Regions from separate parts of the Danio rerio genome. Here region 1 is linked to region 2. Evidence: chromatin contacts called from public HiChIP or PLAC-seq data. All regions are on one chromosome and are shown on one strand. The core of a region is the stretch at or near the end of the contact, and the rest is flanking DNA. Distances in the headings are between cores, read along the strand shown. Region 1 holds the start of ube2f (ubiquitin-conjugating enzyme E2F (putative)). Region 2 has its middle 96 kb from the start of hecw2b.

What was found. HiChIP or PLAC-seq counts read pairs in DNA pulled down with a chosen protein or histone mark.
Region 1: a contact with region 2 is called in an H3K4me3 HiChIP or PLAC-seq map of embryo, with 8 times the contacts expected there. The contact joins the promoter of ube2f here to the enhancer-like site in region 2. A contact is called at or near these places in 6 of 18 Hi-C or Micro-C datasets (caudal fin, embryo, hematopoietic stem cells and 1 more) and 2 of 4 datasets of contacts at active chromatin or transcription factors (caudal fin and embryo).

The regions. Positions count from the first base shown.
Region 1 is chr1:8,054,547-8,060,999 of GRCz12tu, forward strand. It overlaps ube2f (ubiquitin-conjugating enzyme E2F (putative)), which reads left to right and starts at 1,918. Exons shown (of 11, transcript NM_213314.2): 1 at 1,918-2,150; 2 at 3,813-3,953; 3 at 4,104-4,253. The coding sequence starts at 4,136. si:ch211-93g23.2 reads left to right here. Exons shown (of 6, transcript NM_001145627.1): 5 at 1-98; 6 at 1,572-1,765. The coding sequence ends at 1,668.
Region 2 is chr1:7,772,148-7,778,559 of GRCz12tu, forward strand. No RefSeq gene overlaps it. Among named protein-coding and RNA genes, the nearest start is that of hecw2b, 96 kb to the left of the region's middle. Within about 2 kb of position 3,749, at least 14 of the 62 cell types and tissues checked have an H3K27ac peak or open chromatin away from gene starts, as enhancers often do.

The sequences.
Region 1 (6,453 bases), core at 668-3,167, 280 kb after region 2:
AAGTTCATTGGCTTGGTTGAAACTTTCTCTACTTATCAAGGTTTCCTGGAAAAGGATCCTGTTAAGGCCAAGAAACTGTCAAAGACCATCACTGACAGGTAAAAGTAAATATTTAACTAGTGCTGGCCAAGGATTAATCACATACAAAATAAAAGTTTGTTTTGACATAATATATGTGTGTGTATTATATATATTTACAATGTATTACACAAACATAAAAACAAAACTATACAAAACAATTTGTTATCATTCATTCATTCATTCATTTTCTAATCGGCTTAGTCCCTTTATTCATCAGGGGTCGCCACAGCAGAATGAACTGCCAACAACAACATATGTTTTACACTCGGATGCCCTTTCAGCTGCAACCCAGTACTTGGAAAAATCCATACACACTCATTCACACACATACACCACAGCCAATTTAGCTTATTCAATTCACCTATAGCGCATGTCTTTGGTAGAAACCAGAGCACCCGGAGGTAACCAACGCCAACTCAGGGAGAACATGCAAACTCCACACAGAAAATGCCAACTGACCCAGCTAGGAATTGAAGCATCAACCTTCTTGGTGTGAGATGACAGCGCTACCCACTGCGCCACTGCACTGCCAATTTGTATAATACACACATATTTTATCTAAATATAAATAAACATTTAGTCAAATATATTCATGCATGTCTGTATTTATAGACACAATTAAAATACACAGAACACACATTTAAGTCATGTCGAAACAAACTTTTATTTTGGATGAGATTAATAATGATTAATTTTTGCCCAGCATTATATGTACTTTAGGGAACAGATGATCACAGATGCACGGTTTACTTCATTTATTTAAACAAATAAATTGATTATCGAAATATGAAATGAGAATTAGTAAACCCCTTTTCTTTTTAAAATATTTCCCAAATGATGTTTAACAGAGCAGGGAAATTTTTCACAGTATGTCTGATAATATATTTTTTTTCTGGAGAAAGTCTTATTTGTTTTATTTCAGCGAGAATAAAAGCAGTTTTTAGTTTAATTATTAGCCCTTTTAAGCTATATATTTTCCCGATAGTCTACAGAACAAACCATCATTAAACAATAACTTACCTTATTACACAACCTGCCTAGTTAACCTAATTAACCTAGTTAAGCCTTTAAAAGTGACTTTAATCTGTATAGAAGTGTCTTGAAAAATATCTAGTCAAATATTATTTACTGTCATCATGACAAAGATAAAATAAATCAGTTATTAGAGACAAGTTATTAAAACTATTATGTTTAGAAATGCTTAAAAAAATCTTCTCTCCGTTAACATTAAACAGAAATTGGGGAAAAATAAACGGGGTTTAATAATTCTGGGGGTTTAATAATTCTGACTTCAACTGTGTGTTTGTGTGTATATATATATATATATATATATATATATATATATATATATATATATATATATATATATATATATATATATATATATATATATATATATATATATATATATTCCGTATGTATATATATATATGAATTGCCTTTTAAAAATAATTATTTAATATGATTCTAAAATTAGTTTTTTTTTTCAGGTTGTTGGAAGCAATGGGAGCCTCGTCGACTGACACAGAATTAACAGTGATAGTAAAATATTTTTATATATTAGCCTCTAAACCGCGTAAATCCTGACATGATCCTTCAAACCAACAGCTCCATCGAACAGCATCAAAGCATGTTTTGTATCTCTGCTCTGAAGCGTTTGAACAATAAACACTTCACTTAACACCACGCTTGGATTTACTGTGTCATGGGTTTAATATTGCAAAGAACTCCATAAAAGAATTAGCTAAAGTGCTGTAAAGTTAAGTGCCTCAAAATCTCATTTGGGCTTTGTACAAAATAAGGGCGGAATTTTATTTCTGGCGTTTGATTCCATACGGAACTCTTATTAAATGAACGGAACAACTTCCGGCTTCTAAACCGCTCAGGCAGCGGAAATCATTAAACTCGGCGGAACTAATCCTCGCATCGTTCCACTCAATTTTGTTTCTTTTATCGACGTTCAGCATATTTTATCTTGAAGTTGTTTTGGGGGGAAAACGTGCAAAATTCACGTCGGGTGTCCCGATTATGGTGTAAACAGGGCAGTTCAGTCACTCTGACAGCGGCAGGTAAGTGCATTATCGATCGCAGCCGAGTTATTTCACATATTTAGAGTTGTGTTATGAATGTAAATACCTTTTAGACAATATATTTAATTGTGTACGAAAATATTTAGCTGAATCCTGGTATAAATTATGCCCTGAGCGATGAGGATTAGATTGTAGCTGCTAGTAAACATGTTAGCAAAATAACGCCTGGTGACACTAACTGGTGAATATGAAAGTTTGAATGGATTTAAGTCATGCTAAGTTATCTGCACATTGAGTTCTTATTATAGACCATACAACATAGAAGTTGTGTTATAGTTTTAATATTTCATTAAAGGACGTTTTGTAATGGCATTAGAATGAGGGTAACAGATGGTAATAACATGCTACTTTTATTTATACAGCTGTGCTGACAGAACGCTCTATTCATCTACTATGGTATTACCGTGGTATTCCAAGGCATTTAAAATGAGCCATCGCTTTATTTCAGTACATGTTTAGAAAGAAGCTTTATACTTTATTTGTAGTAAGTTACAGTGGTATGGTATTACTGTGAAGCCAATGACATGCCAATACAATTCGCATTAGAGATTTCGTACCTTTGTATTTATTCCAGTATAATAACATACAGTTGAAGAATTATTAGTCCCCCTGTATCTTTTCTTCCCCAATTTCTGTTGAACAGAGAAACTTTTTTTCAACACATTTCTAAACAATAGGAAACAACTCATCTCTATTTAACTTATTTCTTTTGTATTTTCCATGATGACAGTACATACTATTTTACTAGAGAATTTTCAAGACACTAGTATTAAGGGTCTAATAAGTTTAACCTTAAATTGATTTTTTAAATATTAAAAACTGCTTTTATTCTAGCAGAAATACTACAAATAAGACTTACTCCAGAAGAAAAAAAAACATCAGACATACTGTGAACATTTGCTTGCTCTGTTAAACATCATTTGGGAAATATTTAAAAATGAAAAACAAATTCAAAGGGGGCTAATAAGTCAGATTTCAACAGCAACTTTATTAAAACATGTGTTTATAACACCCATATTTGTTGTTATTCAAATATAGCAGTAGTAGTGTTATTATTCTACAAACAAAGTTATAATGGTTTACAAATGATATTAAAGGACAGTCTGTCATGTATAATAACATCATAGGTCTTTTGAGCTTAATCGTATAACAAGAATGCTAAAGCTAAAATATGTTCAATGCAAAGAACTTAGTTACTGTCTTAAACAATAGCTGTCACAACAAATTATTAACATCAATAAATATTTCATATTTCAAAGTTTAAACTAATAATGCAAAATCAGTGTAATGTTTACCAGTCTTGTTTTTGTATCTAGACTCTATATCATAGGGTTACCAATCTCGGTCCTGGAGGGCCCGTGTCCATGCAGGGTTTAGCTCCAACTTGCTTCAAAACACATGCCTGTATGTTTTGAGTATGGATAATAAGACCTTGATTAGCTTGTGCAGGTGTGTTTGATTAGGGTTGGAGCTAAGATCTACAGGACACCGGCCCTCCAGGAACAGGTTTGGTGACCCCTGCTCTATAATATTAAAATATAAAAGTTATGTAGTTTGTAGTTAGCATCACTATAGTTTTGCTATGTTTTTAATGTTTTTATGACACTTTTAATATAGATTTACTTGTTATTCATTTTTTAGGTTTTTATGGTAATATTTTACAGTAAGTATTGCTTACTGTAAACTTTTTCTGTTACCTACATTAGTTAACTACCTTTTAGAAGAATAACTGAAAAAAAGGAGAAAAAATGTGAAAAGGAGTGCTGTTTTCATTTTAGTTGGGTAAGTTCAACTTAACGAACGTTAGAAATGTTTCTAAGATAAAGTTTAAGTTATAATAATTATAATAAAGCGGATATATATGTTTTTTAATACTTTCACTTGTGTTTGGTGTTCACTGATGGTCATTGTGTGTATTTGTGTTCCTCACAGGTGTGTTAGGGTGTGTATGTTGGTCTGCGGGGATGCTGACGTTAGCCAGTAAGCTGAAGAGGGAGGAGGGCGTAAGGGCCGGCCGGACCCCTGCAGGCTCTAACGATGCCGCTCATAGAGTGTCCATCAGAGATCGACTGCTCATCAAAGGTATGAAAAAAACACTGCCTGCTGGGATCATGACACACTGGTTTGCGTCTAGTGGTTCTGACCATTTTTAGGTCTGCCCTGATTTCACAGTCAAAACATGTAAAGATGGACAGGTTATCTGATGAAACTTCTGGAAAATACTTGAATTTCAGACATGGATTCAAGGCCTGGAAAGTAAGTAAAGACAAACATAGGTCCGTTTAAGTGCTTGAATTAAATTTTAAATTAATTTGCTTATGGTTTTTTTTCAACCCAGTTGTTGAATACAGAAAGAAAAAAACTGAGAAATTCTTAAATAAAAATATTGTAAAATAACACAGACAAATAATGCACATTTTATCGATATATCAGAAACTGCCTTTGAATATTACCAGTAGGGTTGGCCCGATAGACGATGCCTTCGTCCATTGCTGATGGCCGATAGACAACATGATGCTGAGGCGGCATCGCGATCCTCCACTCCCCGTTGCAAACCTGCTCAAGAAAAATACACACTCAGCCCCCGTTAACACTCATACGTCTTAGTTTTAAAATGGCATTTTAGAACAAAAATGATTGTTTACCTAGCATTTCTAAACTGCCCTCCGTCCGTTGAAAATTCACATCACCTGACCACACACAGACACAGCCACACACACTGTCATGCACTCATCTGAGCTCCAGAGAGCACTGCACGTTGGACAGTTTATCAATGATGTACCTACCGCTGGATCAGGTCTTACTATCTTGTCTCTATTTAATGACTCTTCTGTCTTTTGAATCTATCAGTTAACGTGTCACACCGTCAGTACACTGCTTCAATCTTTCGCTTTCACACTTGAACTTAGTAATTTTAGTGAAAACCTCAGATACTGTTGGTTGGTTGTTGTTGGTTTTGCACCTTTTTTACAGACCAAGTTTGTCGACGTGATTATAACGACAGATCACTCATGCCAGAGTCCTGGGGAAAAGTGATCATTTGTGTTTAAGTTATCTTTATTTATTTATGATTTGTTTTTGGGTTAAACAAATACCATGTGGGTCAGGTAGTTGAAGCGGTTGACCACAAATAATTAATTTGTTTTGAATAATTTAATTAATCATGAATAATTAATTTACCTCCGCCTATGACGACGATGCCATCGTCCATCGCAATATTTTACATTAGACATTGTACGATTCCAAATTGGTCGACATCGCCCAACCCTAATTACCAGTATTGAATTCAACACGTTTTATTGAAGTTCTTTGAGCATGACTTTAAAACGGTCAAGCGTTTTTTAAATTACTCTGACATGTATAACGTAACTATTAAGTGTAAGTGAATTGTTAAATGTTGAGGACTTTAATGACGCTGTATATGCTGGGATATGATTTACAAAGGTGCTTGATATAAAATTAATGGTGCTTTAAAAAGACCTTGAAAGTCACTGAATCTGCTGTTCATGGGGTGGGTGCGAACCCTTCTTTTTACAGAGAAAAACATTAACAAAGCAAAAATAAAAGAAAACTGATTACATGAAATATGTAGTCTTTCATATAGGAGGAGGATAAACTGTTTTTTTTGCTCACCACAATAGTGCTTTTCTGACTGTGCCTGATGTTATTGTCCATTCAAACCACCTGCAATATTGTTTGTTCAAACACTGCTTTAATTCCAGGTTAAGGAATGAGATGCTTTGCCAGACATATTCGGTGTGAAATGATACCATGTTAGAATGTTATGACAGGACACTAAGCAACCGAATGCCAATCATGTGCTTTATGTGTCAAGGAAACACCGTACATTGTATATAAACAGCCATTTCAGCATTTGAGGAAATAAAATACTGGTATATTGCTGTTAAGTTATTGTTGAAGGTCCTGTTTGTAGGTGTTTGACTCTTCAAAGGCATGAACAAACATAATATGTTGCAGATATTTAAGAAACATAAGTGAACATAATTATTTATTTGTAAAAACAACGCTAGTAACAATAGAATAACTAAGTCAGTTATCTTCCTTTAAAAAATTGTGTTCTGTGTGGGAATGTCTGTCTTTGTTTTGGTCTTTATAACCCACCCACTGCCAGTTTACCCAATCATATTTCAGCACCTTTGGTGGAAAACAAAACATATTTAATTTGTCAATATATACTAAGGCGGCTGAAAATGTAACCTCTGAAGGACAGTTAAAATAATTTTTAAAAAATCCCATGAGGTGGTTTTTAATTGGCAAATAT
Region 2 (6,412 bases), core at 2,499-4,998:
TTCTGTAGACTATTGAAAACAAATATAGCTTGAAGGGGCTAATAATATTGACCTCATAACGTTTAAAAAAAAAAAAAAATTATTCTAGCCGAAATCAAACAAATAAGACTTTCTACAGAAGAAAAAATATTATCCAACACACTGAAAATTTACCTCCTCTGTTTAACATAATTTGGGAAATATTAAAAAAAGAAAAAAAAATTCAATAGGGTGCTAATAATTTTTACTTCAATTGTGTGTGTGTGTGTGTGTTTATATATATATATATATATATATATATATATATATATATATATATATATATATATATATATATATATAAATACACACACACACACACACACACATAATGATATAACACATTCCTATAATTCAATGCAAAATTATATTTTATATTCCTTCTGAAATCATTATTAAGTTGTTAACATTTTTAAAATATAAAATAATACTTACATTCAAACTGCAAATCTCATAAGTGTAAAATATTCAACATAAATGATCGTTATTAATATTTGAGCAGCGTATTAGAATGATTTCTATAGGACCACGATCTTTGCATCACAAAAATAAGTTATATTTTAAAATATATTGCAGTGATAAAGTCAAATATTTCACAATTGAATATTATTATCCAACAATAACAAAACCGATTGGTTAAAAAATTTATGCTTATCTTTTTTTTTCCCGTGTCAATATATAGCTTTAGCTTGCTTGAATGTTTCCCCCCCTTTCCTTTCATTTTTTCCCCCTTCTCGAGCTCAAAAGTGTTTTGTTGTATGATTTGGAACTGGAATATCAAGCCCATAAAAACCATATCAATACATTCCAGATTTTTCATTTGTGTTAACTCAACCCGGCCTTTTACAAAACACTGCCATGGCTGCGGGACGCTGGATTGTACTCTGTTCTGAATGTTTTTATACCCTGAACTTTACGAATGAAATTAATATCACTTCCAGTGAAAACTGCTGTAGTTAAAACTGCCATGAGGAGGTCCATCCGGTTTTAGAAGAGGAACAAAAACATGAGCATATCATCTTCATCGATTGAATTTTGGCTGAATAGGTCATTAAACAAACCAGATATATCTTCGTTTTTTTGTATTAACGCTTTTGCAGTGTCGTGCTCATAATTGTGCTGAATGTACCAAAGGTTTAGGGCTGCCGTAGACTGTCCAATCACTTTTTCTACACCATTTATTTGATTAAAAAAGAGAAAATCTTCTTAAAATATATACAATTGATCACTCAGTTTTTCCTTTTTCACTGTACTGTTTTACACTGCCTGTTTTAAACACTAAAAAGCTGTAAGATGTGGCCACAGCTCTGATTTTTTGTTGTGAAAAATGGAAGTGTACATACGTATGGTTTATATGGTGTGGAATAGTTCAGCCAGAATTGAAATGTCGGATTGAATTTCTTGCGAGATCATTTCTTATAAGAAAGACAGTTATGTGCATCTCACCAACTGAGTGAACGATGTCAGAATGTCTTTATTTTGGTGAACTGCCTCTTTAAATGTGTCCAGCCTCTCTGAAGTGCAGACTGAGGTCAGACTTGACTTTCTTTCGCTTTTGCACTGTTCATGTGCTCTAAAACGAGCGGCTGCTGGTTGAATGACAGCTTTCAGGGCTCCACCTTTGAGTTTTTCCTCTGTTTCAGCACAGATGATTGTATAAAGTTGTTTATCTCACAGAAAATGACTCCGGGTCTTCATTTCTGAAATGGGTTATTAATGTTTTTGGTGTTGTTTTGATTAATGTATATTCATATCATGTAAATTAATGTATATTCAATTATTATATATACAGTTGAAGTCAGAATTGTTAGCCTGGCTGTTTATTTATTTTTTCTTCCCCAATTTCTGTTTAACGGAGAGAAGATTTTGTCAACACATTTGTAATCATAATAGTTTTAATAACTCGTCTCTAATAACTGATTTATTTTATCTTTGCCATGATGACAGTAAATAATATTTTATTAGATATTTTTCAAGACACTTCTATACAGCTTAAAGTAACTGGGTTAATTAGGGTAGCTAGACAGGTTATTGTAATTGTATAACTATGTTTTGTTCTGTAGACTAGCGAAAAAAATATAGCTTAAAGCAGGGGTCACCAATCTTGGTCCTGGAGGGCCGGTGTCCCTGCAGGGTTTAGCTCCAACTTGCTTCAACACACCTGCCTGGGTGATTCAAGTATACCAAGTAAGAGATTGATTAGCTTGTTCAGGTGTGTTTGATTAGGGCTGGAGCTAAAATCTGCTGGACACCGGCCCTCCAGGAACAAGTTTGGTGACCACTGGCTTAAAGGAACTAATAATTTTGACCTTAAAATGGGATTTAAAAAATTTAAAACTGCTTTTATTCTTGCTGAAATAAAACAAATAAGACTTTCTCCAGAAGAAAAAATATTATGAGATACTGTGAAAATTTCCTTGCTCTGATAAACATCATTTGGGAAATATTTAAAAAAGAAAAAAATAATCAAAGGGGGGCTAATAATTCTGACTTCAACTGTATCTGTCTGTCTGTCTGTCTATCTCGAGTACACTGTATATATGAAGAGTGTAGATGCAAAAACCTCTAAAAGCCATTTGATGTTCTTCTAAAATTAGCATTTTTCTCCTGCACACACTTGCATTGAATAAAAAAATATAAACTGTAAGATATTTTAATTTAATAGGAATCATTTATTGACAGCCTCACAGTATTATAATATCAATTTGAACATTAAAAATGTTAATAGTTATATATTTTTCATTTTTTCCATTGTCAGCATTTTTTATTTAAAATATCCAAAAATTTTGTATGATGACTGATCATATTCTATATTTACAAATATATAAGATCTTATATCTACAATATCTACAAAAGTACTTTTTTTTTCCTTTTAATATTATGCCGTATGATGATGGAACATAAATTTACCATTTCGACATTTTATTTTTACAAAAGCTTTCAGAAATTATAGACACTTTCAACTCATATGCAATATTTATCTTAGGCTAATATGCAATTTCATGTTTGTCACTTCAGTCAATTTAGTTTGGTGCAAAAACAGTAAGCTGCTTGTACCTGTATTATTCTTTAGGATATATAAAACTATGGGGCAGTACCTTTATAAAAGATACTGCAGGTACCCACAGTGGTACCTAAAAGGTGCATATTATACCTAAAAAGTACCTTTGAGGTACTTGTAATATGGCAGTCAGCAAGATGAGTGAAAAAAATGAGTGAAAACATATGCTGGAATAGTTGGTGGTTCAAGCTGAAGGAAAATGAATGAATCTATAGATAACTAGACCGAATAGATAATTTAATCTCTCATATTGACGCATTTTTCCCAGTGATGGATTGAGGCTGGAAGGGCATCCGCTGCGTAGAACATGTGCTGGATAAGTTGGTGGTTCATTCCGCTGTGGCGACCCCAGATTAATAAAGGGACTAGGCCGAAAATGAATGAATAAATATTGACGCATGCGTGTCCGCTTGTAGACAGCAGAGGGCAGACCAACCATACATTTCACCCTCAAAAAGGTCTCAAAACTCCTCGTCAGAGACTTCCTCAAAAGTCAATCTAGTCAGAAATATTAATTACCTTCAGAATCTCACCGAGTGCCCTGACCTCAGATCTGCTGCGTCTATTATGCCACAATAAAGTCAGATTTCAGTCCGCCTGACAATATGGCAGTCAGCAAGATGAGTGAAAATAGATGCTAATTAGCACCTTCCACCGTGAAGCGCTGTGCCGCATTAAAGAGCGTGTTGATGCGGGTGCGAGAAGCCATTTTCCCCCCGTACAATCACACGGGCCTTGATTGCCGGCTTTGTGAACGCCGGGTGCAATGAGGCAGTATTTTCAGGGTCCCTTAGAAACCCATTTCAGCTGTTTTATCTGTTCAGTAGTGGTTTGCTGACACTACCCATAAACCCTTGTGCTTTTAGTGTGACATGGACCATGCTCTATTTGTGTGTGTGTGTGGGGGTGACCCTGAAATGTAACAGCTGGTGTGTAGGATCCCGTGGGACATGATAAACTCATTCGATATATAATAATGCATTAGGAAGGTTAGTCTTTTTTGGACAAAATACTACAGTATAAGAGTTTATTAATGCATCAGATGTGTGTGCACAGATTCAGCATCAGTAACAGTTGTGTATTCACAAATGTGGAAGTAAATACGCACACACACACACAGATATATTGAGTTATTGACCTTGAGGAGGGGAAAAAATAAATAGTTTCCTGCAAATCATGATGGTCAAGGAAATGTGCATATGGTTGATCTTCCCTTGGGTGGGCTAAATAATCATCTAAATCTAGACTGATTTCCAGTATTTAGGAAAGCAGTAGCTGGCCACTTTATTAGGTACACCTTAGTAGTACCTTTGCCTTCAGAACTGCCTTAATCCTCCATGCCATAGATTCAGTAAGGTACTAGAAATATTCCTCAGGGATTTGTGTCCATACTGACATGATAGCATCACAGAGTTGCTGTGGCGCAGTGTATGATTGCCTCACAGTAAGAAGATCGCTGGTTCGAGCCACACCTGGGCCAATTTCTGTGAGAAGTTTGCATGTTCTTCCTGTATTTGCGTGGGTTTCCTCCGGGTGCTCCGGTTTCACCCACAAGTCCAAATATATGTGCTATAGGTGAACTAGATAGGCTAAATTGTCCATAGTGTATGTGTGGGAATAAGAGTGTATGGATGTTTCCCAGTGATGGATTGCAGCTGGAGGGGATCCGCTGCGTAAAACATATGCTGGATAAGTTGGTGGTTCATTCCGTTGTGGCGACCCCAGATTATTAAAGGGACTAAACTGAAAAGAAAATGAATGAATGAATGAATGAATGAATAATATAACGAGAAAACAGTTCAAATTGTGCTTCATAAATGCTACGTGGTGTCTGGTTTGAGGTTAGCTTCTTGTGTTGAAGCACAAAATGTCAACTCTGTTATTGTAAATTCAGTTTAACAATAAGTTTAACAATTATTGATAACAGAATCAAATGTTTGATATAACATTTAAGCATTTTGCATTACATTGATGATGGATTACTGTAATTTACTGTAAATTATACATTTGTTGCTTATTATTCCAATTTAAAGGGGAAATAATGTAAAGTGCTTAAAATGTATCAGCAGTTCTGGAATGAGTCTTACATATTGTAATCCTTGCAGAATAGGCTAAAGGTTAATTTTATCAAAAGGAGACAGAGGAACGTGATTGTCTATTAAGCTTAATATTCTCAACTCTTACAGGTCCAAGAGTTAGGCCTACATTGAGGAGCTGTAAGTAGCCTCGCACCAGTAAATACAATGTACAGTACAAAATCTGTTAATCAGATAAAGAACTGCCCTGGTATTTTGGTATGGTTATTATTTCTGCAGCATGCCGTAGTTCAAAGTAGAATTACAATCTGATATCATCATTGCACTACAGCACATTTTTAGGTAAAAGTGTTTTTTGGACACATACCATGGTAAAAGTTCTTTGAAGTGCGACAGAGTAGTTGCAATAATGATTCTGCCAAGCAGAACATGATCTTGCATCAACATCTTTGTTGGTCGTAGAATAACATTTTTATTAAACAGTCAGATTTAAAGGCTAGAGTTATTGTTATTGTTTGCTAAGGGGCTTCAATAACATTCTTAACTTTAATTCCTGCGGTTTTAAGGGTAGCTATGGTTTAGTTATTGCATGAGGTTAAGAGGTTAAGAAAATGTTTCTTTTAAACCAAGATCCCGAAACGTTCTGCTTGAATGACTTGAATCTGGAATAGTCCTTGTTTATCCTTCTTAAATAGATGTCGTGTTCTTACATATCTGTTCCATATAGAGATTTCTCTTGACGCAGATAAACATTTCTCTAGAAAAACACCCACTAAACGTTGAACATTCTTAACTTTAATTCCTGGCATTTTAACCAACACAGGCTCATTGTGGATACGTACCCCTGTGTACATTTCTGGAGAGCACAAGAGAGGTACGTCTGACTGCATTTTGTCTTTAAAATGAACGCTATAGGACGGTATGACGCTGCTGACGACTTTTGTTCATTTTAGCACTACCAGCTGACGGCTTACTTCCATACAGATGACGTTTCCTAGTGTTTGCCTAGTAGCTCGGAGCACACGTTGTTGGACTTGGGACGTGGAGAGGAGCTCACTGCAGTGACAGGATTTGAGTCCGGTGAAGAACAGTTCCAGAAACCGGGTAAAACAAAAGCAAAAAATAAATGAGTAAGTAAACTAATAAACAACAGGCTGAAAATGTGGTTCGGCCACGACGGCTTTTCTTTTTCTAGGTTGCTTTTGAAAACACTATTGGTTGGGTTTAGGGACGGGGGTGGGTCAGTCGGTCAGTCATTCAGTGGACAGCAAGCTGGACTGGTCGGCTGAAGTGTATT